7 separate regions of the Sus scrofa genome follow, and all the other regions are linked to region 2. Evidence: chromatin contacts called from public HiChIP or PLAC-seq data. All regions are on one chromosome and are shown on one strand. The core of a region is the stretch at or near the end of the contact, and the rest is flanking DNA. Distances in the headings are between cores, read along the strand shown.

Region 1 (3,698 bases), core at 396-2,895, 700 kb before region 2:
GAGACAGGGAGAGACCGGATGGGAATTTTGCTTTTTAAAAAAAGAAAAGCACTGATAACTAAGTCTTTCTTGTCACAGAAACAGGCACTGAGGTTCAGAGAGGGGAACGGAATGCATATGGCTCTTCGTATCTTCTGCTAGACTTTCCCTATGGAGAAATCCACCAATCACAAGATAAATCCTTCATTCAGTGATTTCCATTTAGCAAACATTTCTTGAGCCCCTATTCTGTTCACGCCACCCTGCTAGGAACTAAGCTGTGAATAAAACACACCCCTGCCTTCAAGGAGCTCATGATCTAGAGAGGGCATCAGAGTTCGCAGATCCAGTGAAAGGTGCGACCCTGGGCTTGGGGAAGTCTGCCCAAGTGGAGGGGTCCTGGACAGCTTCACCAAAGGGGAGATACTGACTTATGCCTCGGAGAGGAGTAGGGTTTTGTCAGGTGGTCAGTGTGAGGTCAAGTTCACCGTTTCCTGATCTCAGCATTCCCCGAGCCCTGTCCTTACCTCTTATTCCTCGTCAGCTCTCTTCTCTGCCGAGTGCTCAGTAATTTGTGGGCAGGAAGCCTCCTCATCCATTTGTCCTGCTGTATCCCATGCCCCCACCATGGCAGAAAGAAAGAAAGAAAGAGGGAAGGGGAAAAAGAGGGGATTCCAGGCAGAAGGAAGAGCCCAGGCCAAGGTTCCAAGGTGGGAAGAAATATGGTTTTAAGAAATTTGGGTTTTTCTGGATGGTTCTAGCCTCCACAGAGGACTGAAGTTTGATCAGACGTTTTTCAGATTTCATTCTGCAGATGATGAGAAATCATATGTCCTGCTCTTGGATTCAGAGAGCAGGGAACTCTTTGGTGGTTGGCAGTGTTAGGGTAGCAGATATAATACCGGAGGAACAGGAATTTTGGATTTGAAATGAACCTGAGGGCCCTTCGGTTTTATCCATTCACCCATCAGATCGTGAATCATGTACAATGAACAAAAGAAGTGGTACCCACCCTCCAGCAGCCAGGGCATCCTGGCATTTCTGTCAGTGGCCCTAATTATATTGCAGGGCCTGTCACAGGATATATCTTCTGGCTTTTACTACATGATATTCATCCCCGGTTACTGAGCGTTCGCTTTGGGTGATGAGTTTTACATACTCCTATTTCACAGACTCTAAAATGTGAAAGATTACAAGACATACCCTAATTTCAGAGATGCTGAAGTCAGTATAATAGGGTCTGTAAGCGACGGTACAGTTATCCTTAAATTCTCTAATATGTTTTGGTGATATCCACAATGACACTGTAGAAACCAAGGCTCAGGAAAGCTACACACTGTGTCCTCGATCTCAGGACACACACTTGGCAGAGCCATGTGGCTCAAGAGCCCTTCTTTCTCACCTTTTCCCTCCCACCCTCCCACTGCCACCTGAGTATTCAGGAGGACGTTTCCATTATCTTGCAAAATCTTTCTTAGATTTTGGCCAATTGTGCTACAACAGGCAAAGCTCTGCTCCTTCCTTCTGCTGCTCCCCGGCCTGGAAATACTTTGCAGTGTTATTCTGTTTTCTCCTCCTTGCAGTTTCTGGGCAAGCAGACCAGTGTGCTCCCATCATTTCATAACCTTCCAGATTACCCAAGTGCTTTCATGTGACCCCCTCTCCTCCAGGCTGTCACTTGAGTGCAGCGCTTCTATTTTCCTCTCAGACTTGGGAGGCCCACCAAGAAGTGCTGTGTGCTCAGAGACCTCCTTCCTCCCCAGCCTCGTTTGCTTTTCTTGTTGTTTCATTAACTGAAGATGGGTGTGTTCATCCCCCAGGAAGCCTCTCTGCTGTCACCCAGGTAGCTCCGTTGTCATGTGGCAGAACTGGGACAAGTCAGACTGATCCGTGGGAAGAAGCCTGGCTTGAAATCCACTGGGGGTTTGTCTCCTGTTGTGCTTGCGCTTAGAGAAGGAGATGGGTAGATGCTGGTCAGATAGAAACTAGCAAGAGGAATGGATTCTAGAAACACATGTAGGAGTTTCTGCTGTGGCTCAGTGGGTTAAGAACCTGACATAGTGTCCATGAGGAGGTGAGTTCAATTCACGGCCTTGCTCAGTGGCTTAAGGATCCGGCGTTGCTGTGAGCTGTGGTGTAGGTCGAGGATGTGGCTCAGATCCTGCATTACTGTGACTGTAGTATAGGCCGTCAGCTACAGCTCAGATTCGATCCCAAGTCTGGGAACTTCCATGAATTTCCTTAAAAAACAAACAAAAAAAAACCCACATGACACATATGGGTCTGGCTGGCTCATGGATAAAGTAAAGATTCACATATGCTGGGAGGTAGATATAAGAGCTGATAGGAGCTGGGAGTCATCAAGCATGGTCCCTCCCATGTCAGAGGGAGAACAGAAATTCAAGAAGGGGTTTGACTTACTTCACTCAGTATGAGAATCTAGTTCCATCCATGTTGCTGCAAATGGCATTATTTCATTCTTTTTTATGGCTGAGTAGTATTCCATTGTGTAAATATACCACATCTTCCTAATTCAATCATCTGTCAGTGGACATTTGGGTTGCTTCCATGTCTTGGCTATTGTTAATAGTGCTTCAGTGAACATGCAGGTGCATGTGTCTTTTTTAAGGAAAGTTTTGTCCAGATGTATGCCCAAGAGTGAGATTGCTGGGTCATATGATAATTCTATGTACAGTTTTCTAAGGTACCTCCATACTGTTCTCCATAGTGGTTGTACCAACTTTACTAATAGATGCAAACTACTGCTTTTGGAATGGATTAGCAATGAGAGCCTGCTGTGTAGCATTGAGAACTATGTCTAGTCACTTATGATGGAGCATGATAATGGGAGAAAAAAGAAAGAATGTATACATGTATATGTAACAGGGTCACCATGCTGTACAGTAGAAAAAAAATTGTATTGGGGAAATAACAATAAAAAAAAAAAGGAAGGGGTTTGATTGAGGTGACACAGCTCAGAGCAGGACCAGTGTTAAAATACATCCCCGTGTGCTTCGGGCAAGCGTTAGCCTCTGCAAAGAGAGCCGAAGCTGGGAGGAGGGGGTGCAGACTTCGGGTGTGTCTTACACCAGCAACCCTACAACTCCCACTCCTGGACTCACTCAACTTCCTCCCGTGGACGCTGCCCTGGCCCCATCCTTGAGGCTTTCGCTCAGCTGTTTCCATTTGGTTCTCCCTGTCCCTCTCTGACATTGTGTCCTACACTTTCACGTTGTCCTTTTGCCTCATGAAGAAGATCTCTGGTGGAGGCCTGGCTCCTGACTTTTTTCCCAGCCAGTTTCCCAGGAGGCCAGATTTAGTCCCCGATTCCTTCTTTCGTGGTCCTTTCCCATTGCTTACTGTGAGACCGGCTGATACTATGATTTTCCTGCTGCTGGGGATACCCTTGGCAGCTTTTATTTTTTAAATTTTTTAAAAAATTACAGGTGGTTTGCAATATTATACCAATTTATGCTGTACAGCAAAGTGACCCAGTATACATGGTATATATAGTGTATATATATATTTATACACATTGCCCTTGGCAGCTTTGCCACACTCCCTGCATTGACATCTGCTCCTTCAGGCCTGAACTCCTCACTGGCACTACAACCGGGGCATTTGGGGATCACCAGTTCTGCCCTCTCAGGGTCAAGGATCCCCTTCTCTCCAACCCTGCACCAACAATTCTGGTTCAGTGGCTCTGGGGGCCTGGACCT
Region 2 (3,668 bases), core at 377-2,876:
TCATGAGATTGTTGTGAAGATTAAATGAGATAATATATAGAAAGCATTTAGAACAGTGACTGGTATGATTAAACCTTCAGTGAGAGTTATACAAAATTAGAATGATATTTATGATGATACCTACCATTAGCAGCTGGCCATAAATCACACATTGTACTAGCACCTTGTATATGTTACTGAAAGATGGCTGGGCCACTCATTTGCCTGCTTGCTCTCCGATGGCTTGTTCACCCCTGTCCTGCTGTGTACTGCATTTCCCAGGCTCCCTTGCAGCTGGCCACTGAGTAAGTTTGGCCAATGGGAAATACTGATGGAAGATTGACATGCGGGAAGCAGGGAGAAGTCAGGTTGTTTCTTTCACTATAGCAGCTGCCCCATTCTGACCGCTCAGCCCTTCTTTGGTTTCACCTCCAGCCTGGCATCACCAGCCCCTGGCTCTGGTCCCTCCAATGCCTCCCATCATCTCTTGATCCCTAAGAGGAGTAGCAGCTTTTGGCCTTTGCTGATCTCTTCAGTTCCTTCAACATCATCTGCCCGGCTTTAGTTTCTTCTGTCTTCTATGAACAAATTTCCTGCACTCAGTTCTTGTTGAACGACCTAGAGTGGCTTCTCATCTCCTGACTGGATTCTGAGTAATAGAGTTGCTTTTAAATATTAAAAGAGAAGTCAATCCTTATGGTGAATCCATTCCCCCCTCCCATTGGAATGAGCTAGGCCAATGGGAGAAAGGGTGGCTGGTTACCATGGAGAGCAGTCCACTTTGACTAAGTGGCATGCAAAGGACGAAAATTGACCTAAGCAACTTTAGCGAATGCCCAGATCTGAGTAACCCCGCTCTGAGTTAGGCATTGGAGCCTGTAGCCATACGTAACTTACCACTTTCCGGAGGAGATCTGACTGGATTACAAGTCAGAGCTGGGCACAGTTCAAGGTAGTGTCTAGTCAAAAGGAATAGAAACTCCTCTTTCTTGAACCAGCACTCTGGACCATTCACCATACTATATATGTGATTATTCTCATCATGCAAGTGAGGATTTAGAGACTCAGAAAGGGCAAACAGTTTCCCTAAAGTCACACAGCTATTAAGTAATGGCATGAGGAATTGAAGTCTGTATGTCTCAGAGTTTATGTTTCTTGAAACATATCTCTTCCTCAAGGTTTCCAAATTTTCTTCCTGTTTCAAAGCAAATTACAAGAAAGCTGCATGTGTAACTCATATTGCTCTGGTCGCTTAGAAATTTCCTTGCAGAACCAACATTTAAAGTTTCTCATGTAGTTCTCATAATAAGTTTATGTTCGAAGTTTGTTATTTTCATTTTTACAAATGAGAAAACAGACTCAGAAAATTAAAAGAACGTACCCAAGGTCAGACTGGCTGTTAATATTCAAGCTGAATATTTGAATACAGGTTTTTCTGTCTGGTACAGAAAAATACACTGTTTTCTGTCTGGTACAGAAAATACACTGTTTCTACTGGTGACATCAAAGGATTGGATTTTAGGAGAGAGGGCCTAATGTTTTACAGGTTTAAAAAAAGAACAAGAGGAAAAACAAGGGCAGGTTCCCCACCTTCAAGGAGCTGACAGTCAGGCTAGAAGAATAAAAATGAAGCAACCTGAAACCAGAGAGTACCATTACATAAGCTGCTCCCTGGTAACAGCTACAAGCAAGAAAGAGAAGTGTGGTTTTGTATAAGACGGAGGGCTTGAAATGGAAATGCTAACTTAGGGAGAGCAGAGAAGCAGCAGGAAGTGGACTTTTCAGATAGTTGGTAATGAAAGCCGAAGAATAACACAGGCAAAAAAGATATCCACTCAAGTCCTAGGAAGGATCCCAACTGGGGAGTAACAATAGAAAGCTTAGTATGTAAGGGCCACACTTGATGGGGAGTAGGGATTGTCAGCTAGAAACAGATTGCTATAAACTGGATCAGGAGTCCTGGGAGCATCCTTTGCCCAACATCCCCTGACTCTTATCTATCTTTTTTTTTTTTTTTTTATGTAATAAGCTAATAGTCTCATTTTTAAAAAATGAACAACATTAAGTGCTTCTTAAATGATAACACTGCTTCCTGCTGAAGAAAAAAAGCCTGTAAATTATTTCAAGCCTGGGAGTAACAGCAAAGATTTATTATGTATCTCCAACAGTTTTGAAGACTCCCTGAAATTGAAAGGGAACACTTTAAATGCCCCTAGGAAGTTATCCTGTTTCACCAGAGTGCCTTTGTGTAGAGTGTTACATGTTTGGGGACATGGGGACTGACAAGGCACCTTCTGAGACAAGGCCGCTGAGATGGGAAGCCAGCAACTGCTTCACCCCACCTCACAATTGACCTCCCTTCCCCTCCCCCTCCCCCTCAGCTGACACTTTGGCCAGAGGAGCCTGGGTGTTGGATGGAGTTGATCAGACTGAAACTCCTACCAAGTTGGCCATGTCACTTTCAGCTGTCGGCATCTCTGATGAGGAGGGATCCGGACAGGCCAGGCTGGTTCAGATAACTGGATGACAGCAGTTGTTTTCACCCTAGGAAGCGGACTAACGGCTACAGACAGAAATCGATGGAGGAGAAAATTACAGACAATCCTAAAGCGGAGATTCGAGCAAGTGCTTAGACGATGAGGAAGCCGCTAGCTTTAGTGAATCTGGCATATTGTGGTGTGGTGGGGACTGGGACCCTTCTCTTCAAGGGGCTCCTGAAACGATAACAGAGGGTAGTCAGGAAGTGTCAGCAGTCATTGTGTGTATGACTATGGATTAACTCACTTAATCCTCACAAAAATCCCATGAGGTCCTGATCTGTCTTGTGCTTTGCAGATAAGGAGGCCTTTACAGATAAGGAGGCCAAATCACAAAGAGGTTAAGTACTTTCCCAAGGTTAGCTAGCTAGTAAGATACACTCCTGCCATGTTTTGAGCCTGTGGACTGCTCACTGGAATAATACTGGAACCCATCTGTAAAGCTGCCTTGGGATACTCCTCACAGTGGGCCCACGTCTACACGCACCCCCTCACCACTGCTTCTCTGCAGTGCTGCCCTAGGGTGTTTCAGTGTCGGCTTACCCCACCTGGGGGTGAGCTTCCGGGAAGGATCCCAGTCTCCCTTATCCGTAACTGGTAGCAGGTATGGCATGAGCAGGTGTTGTATTACCATGGAGGTGAAGTTGGCAGAGATTGCATATTCCCCCTGAGCTGCCTGAGAAGGCTGGTTACCCAAAAAGCCAGCCACTGAAAGGAACGGTGCTGCACTGGAGGAATGTGGATTGGAAGCCCTTAGCCGGTAAAATCCAAGCTAACCCCACTTAGCTCTTAGCCCTGTCTCTGCAAACAGCTTTCCGTGTTCATACCGGCCCCACCCCAGACTGTTCCTTGTGAGTCTCAGTTACTCTTTTTTCAAGGATACATACCCCAGCTTCACTTGTTGGTTCAGTGACTGAACAACTCGATGTATAACCCAGGACAAGAGGTCAACCTCTTTGGCCCTCAGTTTCCTCATCTTTACACTGAAAGAATCAGGTTCTGGTTTTCACAGAATGTAAAGTTGTGGACCATTTGTAAGGCCAGTGTATCAAACAGATAGAAGCTGAGCCGTGTCTCCTCTTTGCTGTGTCACTCCCTCCCTTTCCCCACCACATGGCAGCCTTGGAGGGTCTCATTTGAACTTAAGAAGCA
Region 3 (3,528 bases), core at 572-3,071, 810 kb before region 2:
CTCGGAGGTTCACCTTGAATCTCAAAGGAGCGCACACATGGAAGTTTTGTGAATTGTAACGTATTTTTTATATGTGACACATTATTGTTAGAATCGTATTGGACCCCATTGCCATCACCACCATAGTCGACAGGACATGAACTACAGGTAGCGCTAGCTGGACAGATTGCCATTCGGGGTTTTCGCAATGTCTAAACATGTAATTTCTTGATGTTTGGGATACCGCTATTTCTTCTTTTCAAAGAATGCATCCAAGGCATGACTCTCAACCTTTTAAGAGGTTTTTAAATGGACCTTGATTTTACCACTTGACTGGTTTAAAAATCTATGATCCTAAATGTCAGTTACGTTCCCTCTCAGGAAATGTTCTGAAAGAATTGTAATCAGTCACTGTATTTTTGGAGCTTGATGCTAGGGAGTATAAGAAGGAATGAAAAAAAGGTATAAGGCATGACTTTACTCTCAAGGCGCTTACCATCTCATTGAGCACTTGGGCTGAATTCTAGATTTGTAGGCAGAGTACGTGATCTGAGAAAGGACAGATTCCCCTGTGTTGAGGTGGAAGAGAAGAGTATTTGTAGAAGTTTCCAAAAATAGAAAATTTAGGGATAGTGATTGGTAAATATGATGTTGAAAGGAATCTGCTATTTTCCTACGGCTATTAATATAGTTCTTGGGGAAAGCCCATGAAAAAATAAGTCTATTATATTTCCTGTATTCTTTTTTTTTCCATCCTGCATACCCTCCCCCGCCTTCCTTTTCTGCTTCTGCTTCCTTCCCTGTGCTCTGTTGGAAGAGATAATGCTTGTTGCAGAGAGGACGCCACGAGAATCTCTTTCAGGGTGAGGCTGACCGGCAAATAGACCATCCAGGAAAACAGTCTGCTCGGGAATGCACTGAGGTGCAGGCGGAGCAGGAAGGGTGAGCTTGGCCAAAGAAGGACAAACAGTCTGGATGGTTGGAACAGCAGGGGAGGAGGAAGAAGGGAAAGGCATCATGGTCGGGAAGGCACCTGGGGCCATGTGGTGAGAGGTCAAGTTGCAGAGTCATAGTGTGCCCTGTCCTACTCCGCCTTGGGCCACACAGGTGTTTCCTCCTGGGTTCTAGTGATGGAGGAGGCAATGTGAGCATGACTCCTGTGAAAAAAAGAAAAACATTTATTGAGCAGTTGCAATGTGCCAGGTACTGTTGGGTGCTTATTTTATTTATTTATTTAATTTATTTTTGTCTTTTTACGGCCGCACTTGCGGCATATGGAGGTCCTCAGGCTAGGGTCGAATTGGAGCCACAGCTGCTGGCCGACACCACAGCCACAGCAGTGCCAGATCTGAGCTGCATTTGTGACCTACACCAACCACAGCTCATGGCAACACCAGATCCTTAACCCACTGAGCAAGGCCAGGGGTCAAACCTGCTTCCTTATGGATGCTAGTCAGATTCATTTCCACTGAGCCTTAACAAGAACTCCTATTTTGTATTTTTTTAATGGCCACACCCATGGTACAAGAAAGTTCCCCTGAGTCCAAGCCATAGCTGTAGTAATGCCGGATCCCTAATCCACGGTTACAGGCCTGGAAGGAACCCGAACTGCCTCAGGGATGCTAGCCACTGCAGTGGGATTCTTAACACGCAGTGCCACAGTGGGTTAAGAAGTTAGCACAGTGGAAAGTCCTGTTGGGTGCATGCACAGGAATGCGTTCTGAAAAAAGGAATTATTATCCCCAGTTTACAAATGAAGAAACGGAGGCTTAAAGAGGTTTGGTGCTTTGCCCAAGATGTTAACTAGTTGAACTCGTGTCTCTCTGGTCATAAGCGGTGGTTTCCAACTTCCCATCTTCCTTTTATAACTCAGTTAATAAAAGCAGAACTTTTCCTAGCCTCCTCCTTCTTACTTCCTGCCGCTTTTCAATCCCAGTGGAGGCTTCCTTAACAAAGGCACCCAGTATTTCTCCCCACCAAGCTCAGGGCATCTTCTCCTTAGAAACAAGTCACGACCTTGTTATCACTTTTGACACTAAATATATTATTTCAACCTGGACAGACTCTTAAGACTTTGTGATAGTCTTTAACTTTCATTACTTCCCAGGGATATTTCTAGCCATTGCTATTGTACTATGGAGAGGTGCCTCTTCTTCTTTTTTTGCTTTTTTTAGGGCCACACCCAAGGTATACGGAGGTTCCCAGGCTAGGGGTCCAGTCGGAGCTACAGCTGCTGGCTTCTGCCATAGCCATAGCAATGCCAGATCCAAGCCGCATCTGTGACCTACACCACAGCTCACGCAATGCTGGGTTCTTAACCCACTGAGCAAAGCCAGGGATTGAACCTGCATTCTCATGGATCCTAGTCAGGTTCGATGACCGCTGAGCCACTAAGGGAACTCAGGAGATGTGCTTCTTAAAGGGGCATCATTATGCACTGTAGGAGGCTGGAGGACTGTTATCAACCCACACAGACAAACCATCTCTTAGTGCTTATAGCTGTGATTTATTAGCGAAACAAAGCGAAAAACAAGAAACCCTAGATTTTAGTCCAGGCACTGCCATTGACTAGATTTATGACCTTTACTTCTTTGGGCCTCAATTGTATTATTTGCAAGATGGATGAATTATACTTGCTTTGCTTGAAAACCTATGTTGAGAGGTTACCTTGGGTGAAGTAATACATCATAAGTCAGAAAATATAAAGCAAAAGAAGGATGTTAGTTTTAAATATTTTGTGGAACAAAAGGAACTAAAATAATACATGAAATTAATACATGAAATATTGTTTATATTTCTTGGTGGTTAATCAGGTAAAAGAAATCTGAATTTAATCTAGCTTATGCCAAAAAAGGGACTTTATTTGCTCAAATAAATCAAGAGCAAGGGTGGGGCCAGCCTCGGATCCTGGAGTTCCAGTCCTGCCAGATCTCCTCTCTGACTCACGGCATGTCTGCCTCATCCTCTCCTGCTTTTCCTAAGCGTTCTACATGTGCTGGGCACCGCAAATGCCCAAGCTCTGGGCTTACTTTCCAACTTCTGTAGAGTCTTTTTAAATTCATGAAATACGAAACATACTGAAAAGTCTACAATGATATAAATACAGTTTAGGCTTCCGTGTCTTTCAGCTTGTATCAGAGAGGGAAGAGAGTTTATTCTTACAGTGTGAGGCAGAAAAAAATCCCACAGAAGCCCTGTGATTGGCCTGGGTGGGTCATGTGACTGCCTTGGACAAATCACTGTGGCCAGGGGGTGGAGAAAGCACAGACGTGGCCACATCCACTTGTATCCACAAAAAATGGAGTTTAAACAACAAAAGATATGGAAAGGGGATATTTCTGCAGGCTTCTGGTACACTACAGTTCTGGGAGCACAGGCCTGCTCGGAGGTATGAGGGAGGAACTTTGCACTGATTCCTCGCAGGATATCTTGCCACTCCTTGCTACATATCAGTTTGGTTGAGTGTAATATACAGAATAAGCACCTACTTACTTCATCAAACTTAGTATAGAGAATGCAGTGAAATGAACTGGCTCATGAACCAACTCT
Region 4 (3,575 bases), core at 801-3,300, 780 kb before region 2:
TTTTTTCTGATTGTCTTGAATTACACAGTTCCAAAGAGGGAGTTAATAAAAACATAGCTCCACAGAGTCTGTATGTGGATTGTTTTGGACAGAGGGTAGATTTTTTTGCTGCAGTAGCATCATTGTGATGACAGTATCTCCACATCCACCCTGTGTTCCCTGTGTCTCTGCCACCCTGTGTTCTCTTCATTGACTGTCAGTAGCATCAGTCCTTTGGGCCAAAGGACAATTTTATTGCCACAATCTAGACTCTACTCCATCCTGCTACCCTCACGATCTCTCAGCTAAATTTTTTTTTTCCCTCATATCAAGTTGCCTTGTCTAAATTTCTGGATATCTGCCTCCCTTTCCCTGATTAACACCTCAGGCTCTTCCTGGGGTAAAGCTCAGACTTGAACTCAGGCGTCATGAGTTGGAACCCTACTGCCAAGTCTCTTTTCCTTGGAATGGGCAGGGGGTGGGAAGATGCTGGCTCCTGCTTTTCCTAATCATCCTCCATTGATAAAGTCCTTCCTGCTATGAAGCACGAATGGAATGATTTCCAGGGCCCACTTGACTTTGACCATTACCTCTGGCTGTGTCCCAGTAGAGACAGGACCCCTTTGGTCCTGCTCTTGGGGGAGACGAGCTCAGGCTCATGTAATCAATTAGATACCAATTCACTCAATAGCACTTAAGATTTGGGGCAAAAGTCCCGATTGCCAAGTACTCTCGTTGGGCTCACAAGAGATTAGAAAGTCCCATCACTAGCTCACAAAGAGACCAATTGGAAACATACTGTGTTCTGCTTAAGCACTATGATTAAAGTGGTGGGAGGGCACTCAACTCAGCCTAGGGAATGTGGTCAGGGAAGCTTTCTTGGAGGGGGGTGTGCATGAGCCACGTGTTAAAGGGCTTCTGTTGGCTTAAACCAGCTCCTCTAACCAGACTGGTCTCCCCAGCAACTGTATCACACTGGTTCTCTTCCTCCTCATTTTCTCAGCAATCACTCCCAACAACATATGTGTTACTATACTTGTGGCAATTCTCTTTTCCTAGACCAAAAAAATAAATAAAAATGAGACAGTAGTGGGAACACCGAATTGGAGGAAATTTCCATCTAAGTTATATCCCAGCCTTTGGCTCACAAAGGTTCAGCCTGGGGCGTCTTCTGGTAACCAGTGGCTTTTTCCTGTTAGAAGTGGCTGCGGGGCTCAGGTGCGGTTACCTCACCTGTCAACCAGCTCCAGCCTTGTCCCCACCCCCAAAGAGACCAGCCCTGAGAGGCCAAATCACGTGGTAGGTATTTTTTGGATCCCCACAGTAACTGAGAGGGTGAGGGTTCTTGTCCCCATTGCCTTGCTGAGGAAACTGAGAATCAGAAGGGCTGAGTCACTTGCTAATAAAAGCAGGACACAGGATGCAAAAGCAGGGCTTTTCAGTCCAAACTCGCTTTCTTCACACCATCCCATTTTCTTTGCACAGCCGACTCCATGACCAACACAGAGCAAATCAGAGTGTTGCCCTAGATTCCCCTCGGGCCTGCTTTCGCAGAGTTGCTTTGGAGATGAAACATAACCAGAACAGAGCCTGTGCGTTTTGCTATGTCACACCTCTTTTTCCCAAGATTTCATAGGCCTGGGTCCATTTATCTAGATACTCAAATTCTCAACAGGGGAGTTAGATAGAGGCTGGAGAGTGAAATACTGTTTTGGAAAGAATGAAATCATTCTTGCAGTGTTTGCAGTCAATTCCGGAGACCTGGTTAGAAAAATATTTTTAAAAAACGGAAGGAAGAGTAACCACGCACTCCCCAAGTGTGGGCTGCTCCTCATGGAGGGTGGGGGCGCTTTGCCCTCGTGGTCTGTTCCCAGGAGTGGACGTGTGTGGCCCCAAACTGCTGTTAGGAGATGAAAGGGAATCTTTCAACATTTCCTCCTATTGTCTGAGCTTTCTCCCTGCTTTGTCACCATAACGTTCTTTTTTGGAATTCCATTAATGTGGAGTTTTTCCCTCCCCCAGAAACAATTAAAAGAGAGTTGGCACAGCCAGCCAGGAAAGACCTGTGGCTCACTCTTGAGTGAGTAACTGTCATGTGTCTTGGAATGGTTTGCAGCTTCTAGTCAAAGAAATTTCAGCTTTAAGAGGAAAACACCTAAGTATCCTTTCTATCTGGCTGTGAGATGTGATTTAGACTCCACAGTGAGGCACTGGGAGTGCTGATTATGACCTGGGGACCAGAAGACTTGGGCTCAAATCCTGATTTCATCTTTACTAATTGCATGACTCTGAGCAAGGTACCTAATATCTCTGAACCGAGTGCATCAGTGAAAATAGGAATCCTGCCTGTGTTAGGTGCGTTCTTGGGAAAAGTAAATGAGACAGGAGGTCTGAAAGGCCTTGGCACATGGTAGCTTTCAAATGTGTCTTTTTCTTTTTTTCTTCCTTTTGTCACATCCTTTCACCTGCACAGACTCCAGCGTGAAGGTTTTGAGTTAGCCAAGTAAGAGAAAGAGGAACAGGCTAAGCAGAAGCTTCTGACACTGACAAATTCATTTAACAAATAGTAAGTTAACTAACAATATCAGTTAACTAATACACTTGTATGTATGTGTGTTTGGAGCAGTAAATTGTAAGGAAAAAAAATACTTGGCTGAGGCTATTTTTCCATGTGTTTTTTCATTATTGCTCTGAGTACTAACCAGAAATATATATATTATTATATATATAAGCCATAGGTAATGGCCAAAGTCAAGTGTGCCATGGAAATCACTTTATATATGTGTGTGTGTGTGTGTGTGTGTATTTTATAAAGCACCCATTGTATCCTGGGTACCTCGTGAGTATTATCTTGGTTAATCCTTACAATCACAGCATGTAGCAGTTTTTTTCCAAATGTCCACATAAGGAATGAAGGCTAAGAGAGTTAGTCAGTATTGGAGTTAGGAAGTTTTTAAGTCTTCATTTTTTTTTTCTTTTCAGGGCTGCACCTGCAGCATATGGAGGTTCCCAGAATAGGGGTTGAATCCCAGCTGTAGCTGCCAGCCTACACCACAGCCACAGCAACACAGGATCTGAGCCGCATCTTTGACCTATACCACAACTCATGGAAACACTGGATCCTTAACCCACTGAGCGAGGCCAGGGATCGAACCTGAAACCTCATGGTTCCTTGTTGGATTCATTTCCACTGCGCCACAATGGGATCTCCTTAAGTCTTCATTTTTTTTTTTTTTATAACAAAATTGAAAGGAAGGTACATAAATTTCCCACATACCCCTGCCACCTCCCCTGCCACACACATGCACAGCCTCTTGCATGATCAACAGCACTCACCAGAATGGTGCATTTTTTACCAAGGATGAACTGATGTGGACTCATCATTATCGCCCTAAGTCCATAGTTTGCCTTAGGGTTCACTCTTGGTGATGTACATGCTATGGGTTTAGGCAGGTGTATAATGACATACATCTATTATTATAATATCATACAGAGTATTTTCACGGCCCTAAAAATCCTCTCTGCTCTCCTTACTCATCTCCTCTCCCTCCCCACACTTGCCCACTCTCGCTACTAGTAATCTTTGGCTAGCTTCC
Region 5 (3,640 bases), core at 530-3,029, 570 kb before region 2:
AAGAAGGTCAAACAGCCAACAGGTATATGAAAAGGTGCTCAACATGTCTAATCATCAGGGAAATGCAAATGAAAACCTCAATGGAATATCACCTCACACTTGTTAGAATAGCTACTATAAAAGAGACAAAAGATAACAAGCATTGGGAAGGATGTGAAGACATAGGAACTCTTGTGCACTTTTAATGGGAATGGTAATTGGTGCAATCATTAAGGAAAACATGGAGAATTCTCAAAAAATTAAAAATAGAACTACCATACGATCTAGCAATCACACTTCTAGATATATCACCAAAGGAATCAAAATCAGGACCACAAAGAGATAACTGCACTCCCACGTTCACTGCAGTAGTAATTACGACAGCCAAGATAGGGATCAATCTAAACGTCCTTCAACAGATGAATGGATAAAGAAAACCAACTGTACATATATAAATACACAATGGAATATCATTCAGCCTTAAAAGAAGGAAGAAAACCTTGTGATTTTCAACATCATGGATAAAGAACTAAAGGACATTATGCTAACGTGAAAAAAGCAAGACAAAGAAAGAAACACTGCATGATTTTTTTTTTTTTTTTTTGGTCTTTTTAGGGCCGCAGCCACAACATATGGAAATTCCCAGGCTAGAAGTTGCATCGGAGCCGTAGCCACCAGCCTACACCACAGCTCATGGCAATGCTGGATCCTTGACCCACTGAGCAAGGCCAGGGATCGAAACCACATCCTTATGGTTATTAGTTGGTTTCGTTACCACGGGGCCACAATGGAAACTCCACACTACATAATCTTAAATGTAGAATAAAAAAATTGTCATACTCATAAAAACAGAGAGTAGGTCAGTGGTTGCCAGGAGTTGCGGGGGGAGGAGGAAACAGGGTGATGTTGGTCAAAGGGCACAGAGTTTCAGTTATCTAAGATGAGTAAGTTCTGGAGATCTAATGTGCGTGGGGTAATGACAGCACTGTTGTACTCTACAGTAGACTCACATTTTGCTCAGAGGATAAATCTTAAATGCTTTTAACACACACACATGGTAACTATGTAGAAATGATAAAATGAACTGTTTTATGGTGATCACCCCCACAACATTATAAATATATCAAAATATCAAGTTGCACATCTTAAATATATACACTCCATATGACAATAATATCTCAATAAAGCTGTTTAAAAATGCTAAGCCTTGCAATCAGGAAAAGAGCAGAGCTACGTGTTATCAACGTGACCATGAGGATGACCCTTCACCCCTGTGAATCCTAACTTCTGTATCTGTGAAATAGGGATGGTAAACCTCTACTGAAGATGGTCATTGTGGGGGATGCCATATGTTGGGCATGTCATAGGTTAAAATGTCTTATGTAGAGACTGTTTAATTTGATATCATTCATTTAACAAATATTTTTAGACACGCTCTATAAAAGTTAGTGTTCTCTTTTTTTCTTGCCAAACCTCAGATGCCTCTGATTCATGACTTCTCCCATTCGTGTTCCTCAGGGTCACTTCCCTACACATTCACTTTTCCTCGCCCCCTTTTGCTCCCTCAAAACCCTTGACTGTCACAACATTAAGATGACAGCACTCAGCACAATACCTCACACTTGTCTGCATTCAATAATCACCTGTCGACTGTCCAGCCTCCTCTGCTCGCTAATTTCTCACTCTTGGCCTTTTCTGGTTCTTTACCTCCTCTGAAGACCTTTGCTGCCCAGTGCCTCATGACTGCGACAAAATATCCAGACAAAAATGCAGAAGAAAGGAAAAAGAAGACACTTTCCACCCACCCCATGGCTTCCTTCTATTTTCGAGGCCAGTGACACTAACAAGAGCTTCCCTTTAACCTTGGCCAGCTGGAGCCCTATCAGCCCTATCAGCTACCCTGGCTGGCAGCTAACACCCATTAGCAGTTGATTAAGCGGTAATTAGGGAGCCCAGTTAGGGTTATTAGCATTTCTACACTCCCATTTGTAAATCATAATTGGCTTGAGTGAGATGCAGAAGCAGCTGGTATGGGGAGATCCAGTCTGCAAATTCAGCCACAGCTCACACTACAGTACCTGCTAGGAATTCTTGGGAACCTCCTTAGGCCAGATAGTTCCTATATCCCCACCTGCCCACCTCCTACCCCACTACATGCAACACTATTCCCCAAACCTCTGGATCTCTCCTACAGTACAGACATTCAAATGTCTTCTCTTCTAAGAAAGGGCCTGGCCATATTGGCCTAGTGAAGAGAAGAGAGATTTGGAGTTAGACCTGGGTTGAAAACCCAGCTCCTGCCCTTACTAGTTCGGTGACCTGGAACAAGTCATTTAACCTCTGTATCAGTTTCATTATTGAAAAACACTCTTGTCTTGATGGAAGAATTTGTATTAATAGAAGAATTTGTATTAATTTTCTGGCAAATCAAAAGGATATTTGATGATAAAAAGATCAGTGTTTGCCCAGGTCCAGAGGAAAGGAGAGAGAGATGAATGGGTGGAGCATAGGGGATTTTTAGGGCAGTGAAACTCTTCTGTAAGGTATTGCAATGATATTATGCATTTGTCAAAAGACATAGTATGTGCAACCTGAGTGAACCCTGATATAAACTATGGGCTTGAGTAAGGAATAATGTAATATTGGTTCATCAGTTGTAACGAGAGTACCATATTAATGCAAGATGTTAATGTTAAAAGACAAACTACATCACGTTACAAATCTTAAGTTTATTGGAGAGAAACACCTCTTCTAACAGTGTGGTGCCAAATTGGAAATGGTCAGAAAGGCTCCAGCAACAGGAGCTGGGGGATGGAAGCGGGCGGGACTTTCACAGAGAAGGCACAGAAGCAAAGCAAGGGAATTATTTGACTCGCTATGGCTTTAGTGATTGCCTTATTTGGGGGAGCCCAGCTGGCCAGTTGTGATTGGTTGTCTTCTGGTTTCAAGTTCTTAGCCTTCATTTATAGGTTAGGTTTGGCTTTGCTTAAGTAGGCTGCCACAGCCTTAGAACCACCTCCATCTAAGGACCTCTTTGTCTAATTAACTGAACATTAATAATAGGGGAAACTCTGTAGGCGGGGGAAGAGGTATTTGGGAACTTAGTTTTTTCTGTAAACCTAAAACTGCTCTAGAAGATAAAGTCTATTCATTTTTTTAAAAGCGTTTTTGACGGATTATTCTTTATTCAAAGTTGCCTAATCCAGTTGTGCTTGAACTTTAAAAATGTACATGTGAATCATCTGTAGGTGACACTGTCTGGCCAGGGGAGGGCCTGAGAATATGCATTTTTAACACGTGAGGCTGCTGCTCCGTGACCTCACTTGGAGTTCCAGGCTCCAGACTGATAATCACTGCCTCAGTAAAGAAACTGGGAAAGAGCTCAACAAAGGTGCTCAATAAAGTGGGACAAATGTTAATATGGTTCTTCCCGGCCACACTTTAGGCCTGGAGAGGACCCAACAACTGGTCCCCCATTAGCTAAATGATACCCCAAACTTCAGGGACTTAGCACTTAAATAACGACGAGGTCCAATTTAAGAATAGAAGTGTCAGATAAAATACCAGGCTCTCAGTTAAAAATGGAATCTTGGGTAAGCAACAAATAACTTTTAGTACAAGTCTGCCCTGTGTAAGTATTTCCTCAAGAAACAACTTACAG
Region 6 (3,459 bases), core at 430-2,929, 750 kb before region 2:
CATTGCATTGTACGTAATTCCATCACAGTCCTTAGCCCTCTCTCTATTAGGGCTGGAGGTGCACATGTTGAGCGCCCTCCATCCCCCCTGCAAACTTTAAGCTCTCTATGGGCAGGGCTAACTTCTCATGAGTCTGTTGACCAACTAGCCTCAAGCCCAAGCTTGGCACATAGTAATAGAGGATTGGCAGGCAGAGGGAGTGGTGGGAGGAACGCAGCTCAAAGTTCTGGGGTATCAGCCAAGTGCGGGCTTGGCTTCTCACCTCTACTACAAAACTTGGGTGCTGTGCATATTCACATATCTGTTACATATGTGCCAGGGGCTGAGATGAGTTATGGGATTTGCCCAAGGTCACTTTGAGAGTAATCTGAGAAATTTCAAACTCACACATGGTGCAGAAAAGATAATGTGTATATTGGGGTGGGTTGAAGTGGCTGGAGTGTCCAGCAGTCTAAAGCCAGAACTAGAGCAAATCTCCCGTAAAGCATTTGGCTGGTCCCTGGAAGCATCTTTATCCACCAGAGCCCAATCCTGCACTTAGGCCTTTACTTGTATCTGTGTTTCTTTCACTGTACCCTCTCAAGACTGTTGGTGAGTACTTACTGAATAAATGCTTGAATGGGAGAGCAAGGGCAGGCAGAGATCATCACAAATGCTGAACCCTCCCTTTGTGCCAGTGAAATACTGATGCCAGTGAAATTTTGATGCTTTCTTTTTTCATCCTCTCAACGTCATGATGAAGTAAGCACTCCGATTGCTCCAGGTTTCAGAGAGAAACTGAGGCTTTAAAATGTTGGGTCTTAGGAGTTCTCATCTTGGCTCAGCAGAAACGAATCTGGCTAGTATCCATGAGGATGTGAGTTCCATCCCTGGCCCTGCTCAGGGGGTTAAAGATCCCGCGTTACTGTGAGCTGTGGTGCAGGTTGCAGACTCGGCTCAGGTTTGGTGTTGCTGTGGCTGTGGCATAGGCCAGCGGCTACAGCTCCAATTCGACCCCTATCCTGGGAGCCTCCATATGCCGTGGGTGTGGCCCTAAAAAGACAAAAAAAAAAAAAAAAAAAAAAAGTGGGGTCTTGGCCTGAAGTCACAAAGGTGCTAAGTGGCTTTGAATCCGGCCTATATTTCAGCTTGATTACCCATTTTTTTTTTTTTTTTTTTTTTTTTTTTTTTTTTTTTTTTTTTTTTTTTTTTTGGCCTGCATTGATTCCAGTTGATCAGCCCCCCCCCCCCCCTCCAGCCTTCTGCACCCACCCAGCTATCACCGTCTTCCCAACAACGCCCCTTGGAATTACCCCCACCATTACTTTAATGTGCATGTATGCATGAATAAATCATGGCTCCCAAACTCTGGGAAGTGAACCCACACAAGACCACAGCAGTGTTCCCTCCTGGCCAGGGATGTTTTCCGATCACTTACTGCTCTAACTGTATATGAAATATCCCTCTGTCCATTGTTCCCCTGGCAGAGTCAGAGAGTATCCCCCTGGAGGATCCAAAGACGAAGGCTGATAGTTGAGGGTGTAGATTAGCCCCTAGTCTGAGAGCTACTGGCTGCAAGAATCCCTGGTGAATCCCAGCATAACACCAATGGGAGAAGTCTTGAGACATCAGGCCAAGTAGAAGAGAGGGCAATAGACAGGAACTTGGGACCTGAGAGAGTCGTGAGTCAGCAGCGTATGGTGGCTGCCAAAAGAAAGAATGTAAACTCTGGTTGTATCACTAGGAGGGTAGTGTCAAATAACAAGGTGACATTGCACTTCCTCCTTGGTCAGCCTGGAGCTGGACTGCAAGGTTAAGGTCTGGTTCCACATTTTTAGATTATCATAGTCAAACTGGAACTTGTTCAAAAGCACGCAGAACCAGGACACAAAAGGGAATGGCGTTGTCATCCTGGTAAGCGGAAGGACCTCATTTCTTTTCCGGAGGAAGAGAAGAGGTGAGGAAGTTGGGAGAGTAGGCCTACCAGCCCCCTCTGCTACATGCCACGCTCGGGCTAGATGCTTTTTTCTAGAGGTTTTCTAGTAGATTTCTTCTGCCTGACCCACCGCGGAAAAGGGGACTCAAGCAAAGATATAATAGGAAGCTACATTTGGACTCATGCTCGATGGTCTTTCTACCAGTAAAAAAGAAGGAAGTAATTTTGAAGAGCAAAAGAAACATCCCATCTTTCTTTGTGTGACCTCTTGCGAGTTACCCAGCTTTCAGAGCCCCAGTTTCCCATCTGAAGGATGCCCATGGGGTCCATGAGGATCCAATAGCCTGCGGGCTATGGGAGCAGTGCAGTGGGATGGTCACACACATGGCCCCAGGACTCAGACTGCTGGGACTTGAACCTCAGTGCAGGGTGACCTTTGATTTATTTTGCCTTTTCAGTACTTCAGTTTCCTCCTCTGCAAAATGGGGTTAATATGTATAAGGCACTCAGAACTGTATCTGTCAATAAAGTTAGCCACCATCATCCTCACCCTCACTCTGTATGAAAGTGACTGTCATAGGAGTTCCCGTCGTGGCGCAGTGGTTAACGAATCCGACTAGGAACCATGAGGTTGCGGGTTCGATCCCTGCCCTTGCTCAGTGGGTTAACGATCCGGCGTTGCCGTGAGCTGTGGTGTAGGGTGCAGACTCGGCTCGATCCCGCGTTGCTGTGGCTCTGGCGTAGGCCGGTGGCTACAGCTCCGATTGGACCCCTAGCCTGGGAACCTCCATATGCCGCGGGAGCGGCCCAAGAAATAGCAACAACAACCAAAAAAAAGACAAAAAAAAAAAAAAAAAAGAAAGTGACTGTCATAATATTTAGGATATATGGAATGCTTCCTCTTTCTCTCCTTCCCCTTCCCTCTTCCACCAGAGAACTCTTTCAGGGTGTCTCTGGGGGTACAGAGTCTTTTCATTTCTAGACTTCTGGAGAATGTTTCCAAACAGTGCAACATCTGTTTGTATAGATTCAAAAGCAGCTACCTACCTCGATCTAAATACTGTCTTCGTGAAGAGGCAGAGGAAAAAGAAAGCCAACCCCCGACTATTAGAAGTTTCCCGTTCTTGGAGTTCCCATTGTGGCTCAGTGGTAATGAACCTGATTCATGAGGATGTGGATTCGATCCCTGGCCTCCCTCAGTGAGTTAAGGATCCGGCATGGCCATGAGCTGTGATGTAGGTTGCAGACGTGGCTCGGATCTGTCATTGCTGTGGCTGTGGTGTAGGCTGGCAGCTTCAGCTCCTTTTGATCCCTCGCCTGAGAACTTCCACATGCTGCAAGTGCAATCCTTAAAAAAAAGAAAAAGAAAAAGAAAAGAAGGAAGTTTCCCATTCTTAGGGTATTTTACAGATCTCCTGCCTTCATTACTTCACTCAGTGCATAACTTGGTAGGTAGAAAGAAGTGATGAGGAAAGCAAGGCTCAGAGAGGTTCTCTGACTCACCCAGGACCACAAAAACCTGAGTAGGTGAGGCAGGACTTGAA
Region 7 (3,672 bases), core at 919-3,418, 880 kb before region 2:
CTGGGAACTTCCCTGTGCTGTGGGTGTGGCCCTAAAAAGATGGAAGAAAAAAAAAAAAAGCTGTGGAAAAGAAAAAGCACTTCCAAAGGTTGCTGTGACAGACACTTGGACTTTGGTCCTAAGATAGTCAGTGACAGGGCTGACGTTCAAACCCAGGGCTCCCTGACTCCTAAGCCCATGTCATACCCCTCCCCCATCCTTGTGAGCATTCACTCGTTTATTCAGAATGATAGCTCAGGGTCACTGAAGATTAAGTGCACAAGCTCAGGAGTCAGGCTGCGTGGGTCCAAATCCCAACTCTGCCACTTGATGCTGTGTAACTCTGAGCAGGTATTTTAACTTTCGTGCCTCTGTTTTCTTCATTTATAAAGCAAGGATAATAATGCGGCTCCCCTCCAAGGATTGTTGAAAATATGTGAAATGATACATATAAAGCATGTGGCATAATGGTTGGCATTTAATAAGTGCTTATTGAATGCTAAGTGCTATTGCTATTGGTAGTACTTGTAGCAGTAGATGATGATTTGCATGCACTGGGCCAGTAGTAGTGGTAGCAATAGCAGTAGCAGCAATAGCAGTAGCAGTGGTAGTAGTAGTAAATTTGCTATGTACTACTGGGTCAGTAGTAGTAGAAGTACCGGCAGCAGTAATAGTACAATAGAACTAGTAGTATTTGCCCTGCCTTGGGCCAACAGTATTAGTAGTGCTAGTGACATCAATAGGAGCAGTAGTAGCAGTAGTAGCGGCAGCAGTAGTATTTGCTATGCACTGAGCCAGCAGCAGCAGTGGTAGCAGCAGCGGCAGTAGTAATAGCAGTAGCGGTAGTAGCAGCAGTAACTGTGGCAGTAGTATTTGCCATGCACAGAGCCAGTAATGGCAGTAATAGATGTAGAAGCAACAGTAATATTTGCCATCATTGGGCTAGGAGTTGGGTGACAAGCAGACACAGACTTTCTTTGTTCTCATGGACTTCCCTGCCTATACTGCTGTAATTCATTAGAGATCAGAGATGGGCTCTGACTCACAAAGTAAAGCAGATTGGTCTTGGTCTGAGTGATTTTGTATATTAACCCAACTGGAGGAGAAAACCATCCAGGACTTTGTGAAACATCAGCAGAAAAGGAAGGAGAGCCAGCAACACTGCCCAGTTGTAAAGTGTTAGGTGCCACAGGGTCAATCTTTTACATGATAATAAGGTCTTCAATCTATCTCCATTATCTATGAAGAAAATCTGAGTTGATGGGGATTTTACAACAAAAATTAGATTTTTTACAATAATCTAATTTCAGCCTCTCGATCATAAAAATAAAGTCATGTCAAAAGGTGAAAGGGGTTCTTACTGGTTGATAAGTCCACTGTTTTACAGGTAAATCTCTGGAGGTCAGAGGGACCTAGTGACCACCTAGATGACCCAGATCTGGTTGCTGGTGGAGTCAGATCGAGGCCCGGCTCCGCCCTCCCCATGCAGCAATGCCCATCTCAGGACACCCGAGAGCAGCGCAGCCAAAGGTTACTCCTGATTTGCTCAAGATCACACAGTCGGAAAGCAACAGAGCAGACTCTTCCTCTCTCCCTTTCCTTCTTTCATGCCACACCTCAGGAGGATATCTGCCTCCAAGCCTGGTTGCTGCACACGAGTGGCTTTCAATAAATTCTGTCACTGGACCACTGACTACTGGCGTGATTGCTGAGGCTCAGTTTGTGTAAAGCGGGGGGAATTCACCTCCCCCGCCCCCAAGCTGTCTCGCTGGGGTCTTTTGAAGGTTTTATGATTAACCTAAAATAGAGGTAGGTTGGGCATTTCTAACGCACTGAATCTCTCACTATCCTCCTTGATCTGATACTTGGAGCAATGGATTCTTTTCCTTCTCTTTGGAAACACCCGCTTGGCTTAAATAACACACAGCCTTCTGCGTGCACAGGGGGCGTTTGCATTCTCCACCAGATCTGTGGTGTGTGTTTACTAGCCTAAGTCAACACCGAATCAGTGTGTGCTGGTTTGGTTTGCATTTTTGCCTTCTGTACTGCTGCAGCCAGAGCTAAGGCTGGGTCCTTGGGGCTCTCCAAAGCACATTTCCTGCCTGCCAGCACCACAAACCTTTCTTGGTGCTGGCATCTGTTTCAGCCAGCAGAGCCTGCACAGAGACACAGGGGAATGGCTTCCGGTGCTAACTAGCCTGAGTCACAGCCACTGCGATGTACCGGATGAAGAACTGGCAGATGGCATCTGTAGATGCCCCTCAGAAACTCTGGCTGTTTTGCAGCCTGGAGAAAAGCCTCAGCCCTGGGACCGAAGAGGCGGCACCTCTGCTTTGTGAAAAAGGAAGCTGCAGCTGCTGTGCCATGGGCTCCATCACGTGCACAGTGGCTGCGTGCAGACCTGAACGTCCTTCTTATTACTCACCGGAAGTGAGTGTGAACACTTCGCAGAGGAAGATGACTGGCTCCGACAAGATGCATAGAGCCTTTCCAAGGAAATGATTTGCAGTGTTTAAATATTCTATTTCTTAATCTGCTTTTCCTCTGTTGAATCTGTTGCAGATTGATCCGGTTGTGGCATCCTTTGAACACCTTAGAGGATTTTTAATTGGTACTCACTGCCGGTTATAAAACTTCGTGTGCAACCCCTGGTCCCTTGATGCTTCTGCTGTGGGGAGGACGGGTTTGTCACAGCAGTGGGAAATGACACAATGTTGCTTTTATAATTGGAGATGAAAAAAGATAATTTAAAAAATAACAGCTCATATCAGTCATGGGTCTGGCTTAAGTATGAGGCACTGTGGATCCCTAGCTTGCCTGAAAGAGCAGATGGAGGAAACTGGGAGAAAGCAGGATGGGGGATGGAACTCTTGGCCCCACCCAAGTCAGCTCAGGAGTAGGGCGTGTCTGAGAGACCTAACACAACCCTAAGGAATGGGTTAGTTGGCTTCTCATTCTCAAAAGTAGTTGTGTCTGGAGTGGGAACTCCTATTTCCATTCTCTGGAGCCAGATAGGGATTTGTCCTCTTTGGCGAAGATATGTCCACATGCAGGAGGTGTCCCATCAGCAAGGACAGACTCTGGAACCCAGCCTCCAGGGAAAGGAGATGAGAAAAGTCAGGCATTGTTCTAGGCCACCAACTGGGCTGGAGTAAACAGCAGGCTCTGAGCTCAGGGAAGGAGCAGTTAGGTGGAAGCTAGTCTTACAAGATTGGGGATGGCAGCATGGTGTCTTGAGAGCATATGACTTTGGACTTGAGGCTGTTGATTTGAATCCCAGTTTTGGTAGCTGGTAGCTCTATGATGTTGGGTTGGTCAGTCCAGTCCTTGGGGCACATCTGCAAAGTCATCCTAGAGAAGCCGTAACCACGATCCTAGTCAGACAGACTTGGGTTCCAGGCCCTGGTCTATCACTTCCTGAGCGTAAGTTCCTTACCGTCTGTAAGACTCAATCTCCTCATCTTCAGGAAGGAGATAAGGGTATCTCCTCTTACGTCATGGATCTGGTGCAAGGATTAATTGAAACTAAGCAGGAAAAATACTTAGCTTTAGGCTCAGAACACAGAAAGGACTCTATGGATGCTAGCTATTAATTGGTCCTGGGATGTCAGGTCTTGATTGGGTTGGTGGTGAAGGCACTGGAAGTGGGGCCACGTGGTATATGTTTGGGTGGTGGTGGCGGTTTAGGGGCTA

What was found. HiChIP or PLAC-seq counts read pairs in DNA pulled down with a chosen protein or histone mark.
Region 1: a contact with region 2 is called in an H3K27ac HiChIP or PLAC-seq map of alveolar macrophages. The contact joins two enhancer-like sites. A contact is called at or near these places in 2 of 2 datasets of contacts at active chromatin or transcription factors (alveolar macrophages and skeletal muscle).
Region 3: a contact with region 2 is called in an H3K27ac HiChIP or PLAC-seq map of alveolar macrophages. The contact joins two enhancer-like sites. A contact is called at or near these places in 1 of 47 Hi-C or Micro-C datasets (embryonic fibroblasts) and 1 of 2 datasets of contacts at active chromatin or transcription factors (alveolar macrophages).
Region 4: an H3K27ac HiChIP or PLAC-seq map of alveolar macrophages shows a contact between it and region 2. The contact joins two enhancer-like sites. A contact is called at or near these places in 1 of 47 Hi-C or Micro-C datasets (embryonic fibroblasts) and 1 of 2 datasets of contacts at active chromatin or transcription factors (alveolar macrophages).
Region 5: a contact with region 2 is called in an H3K27ac HiChIP or PLAC-seq map of alveolar macrophages. The contact joins two enhancer-like sites. A contact is called at or near these places in 2 of 47 Hi-C or Micro-C datasets (embryonic fibroblasts and fetal heart ventricle) and 1 of 2 datasets of contacts at active chromatin or transcription factors (alveolar macrophages).
Region 6: an H3K27ac HiChIP or PLAC-seq map of skeletal muscle shows a contact between it and region 2. The contact joins two enhancer-like sites. A contact is called at or near these places in 1 of 47 Hi-C or Micro-C datasets (embryonic fibroblasts) and 2 of 2 datasets of contacts at active chromatin or transcription factors (alveolar macrophages and skeletal muscle).
Region 7: an H3K27ac HiChIP or PLAC-seq map of alveolar macrophages shows a contact between it and region 2. The contact joins two enhancer-like sites. A contact is called at or near these places in 8 of 47 Hi-C or Micro-C datasets (adipose tissue, embryonic fibroblasts, fetal liver and 5 more) and 1 of 2 datasets of contacts at active chromatin or transcription factors (alveolar macrophages).

Annotation. Positions count from the first base shown.
Region 1 is chr6:153,529,773-153,533,470 of Sscrofa11.1, reverse strand. No RefSeq gene overlaps it. Among named protein-coding and RNA genes, the nearest start is that of JUN, 150 kb to the left of the region's middle. Within about 2 kb of position 1,645, at least 1 of the 83 cell types and tissues checked has an H3K27ac peak or open chromatin away from gene starts, as enhancers often do. A contact at or near this core is called in alveolar macrophages, where this site is marked.
Region 2 is chr6:152,830,324-152,833,991 of Sscrofa11.1, reverse strand. All of the region lies in intron 14 of FGGY (FGGY carbohydrate kinase domain-containing protein), which reads left to right. Among named protein-coding and RNA genes, the nearest start is that of HOOK1, 120 kb to the right of the region's middle. Within about 2 kb of position 1,626, at least 15 of the 83 cell types and tissues checked have an H3K27ac peak or open chromatin away from gene starts, as enhancers often do. A contact at or near this core is called in alveolar macrophages, retroperitoneal adipose tissue and skeletal muscle, where this site is marked.
Region 3 is chr6:153,638,779-153,642,306 of Sscrofa11.1, reverse strand. No RefSeq gene overlaps it. Among named protein-coding and RNA genes, the nearest start is that of JUN, 46 kb to the left of the region's middle. Within about 2 kb of position 1,821, at least 2 of the 83 cell types and tissues checked have an H3K27ac peak or open chromatin away from gene starts, as enhancers often do. A contact at or near this core is called in alveolar macrophages, where this site is marked.
Region 4 is chr6:153,614,971-153,618,545 of Sscrofa11.1, reverse strand. No RefSeq gene overlaps it. Among named protein-coding and RNA genes, the nearest start is that of JUN, 70 kb to the left of the region's middle. Within about 2 kb of position 2,050, at least 15 of the 83 cell types and tissues checked have an H3K27ac peak or open chromatin away from gene starts, as enhancers often do. A contact at or near this core is called in alveolar macrophages, where this site is marked.
Region 5 is chr6:153,404,905-153,408,544 of Sscrofa11.1, reverse strand. No RefSeq gene overlaps it. Among named protein-coding and RNA genes, the nearest start is that of FGGY, 190 kb to the right of the region's middle. Within about 2 kb of position 1,779, at least 3 of the 83 cell types and tissues checked have an H3K27ac peak or open chromatin away from gene starts, as enhancers often do. A contact at or near this core is called in alveolar macrophages, where this site is marked.
Region 6 is chr6:153,581,186-153,584,644 of Sscrofa11.1, reverse strand. No RefSeq gene overlaps it. Among named protein-coding and RNA genes, the nearest start is that of JUN, 100 kb to the left of the region's middle. Within about 2 kb of position 1,679, at least 16 of the 83 cell types and tissues checked have an H3K27ac peak or open chromatin away from gene starts, as enhancers often do. A contact at or near this core is called in alveolar macrophages and skeletal muscle, where this site is marked.
Region 7 is chr6:153,712,472-153,716,143 of Sscrofa11.1, reverse strand. No RefSeq gene overlaps it. Among named protein-coding and RNA genes, the nearest start is that of JUN, 28 kb to the right of the region's middle. Within about 2 kb of position 2,168, at least 35 of the 83 cell types and tissues checked have an H3K27ac peak or open chromatin away from gene starts, as enhancers often do. A contact at or near this core is called in alveolar macrophages and retroperitoneal adipose tissue, where this site is marked.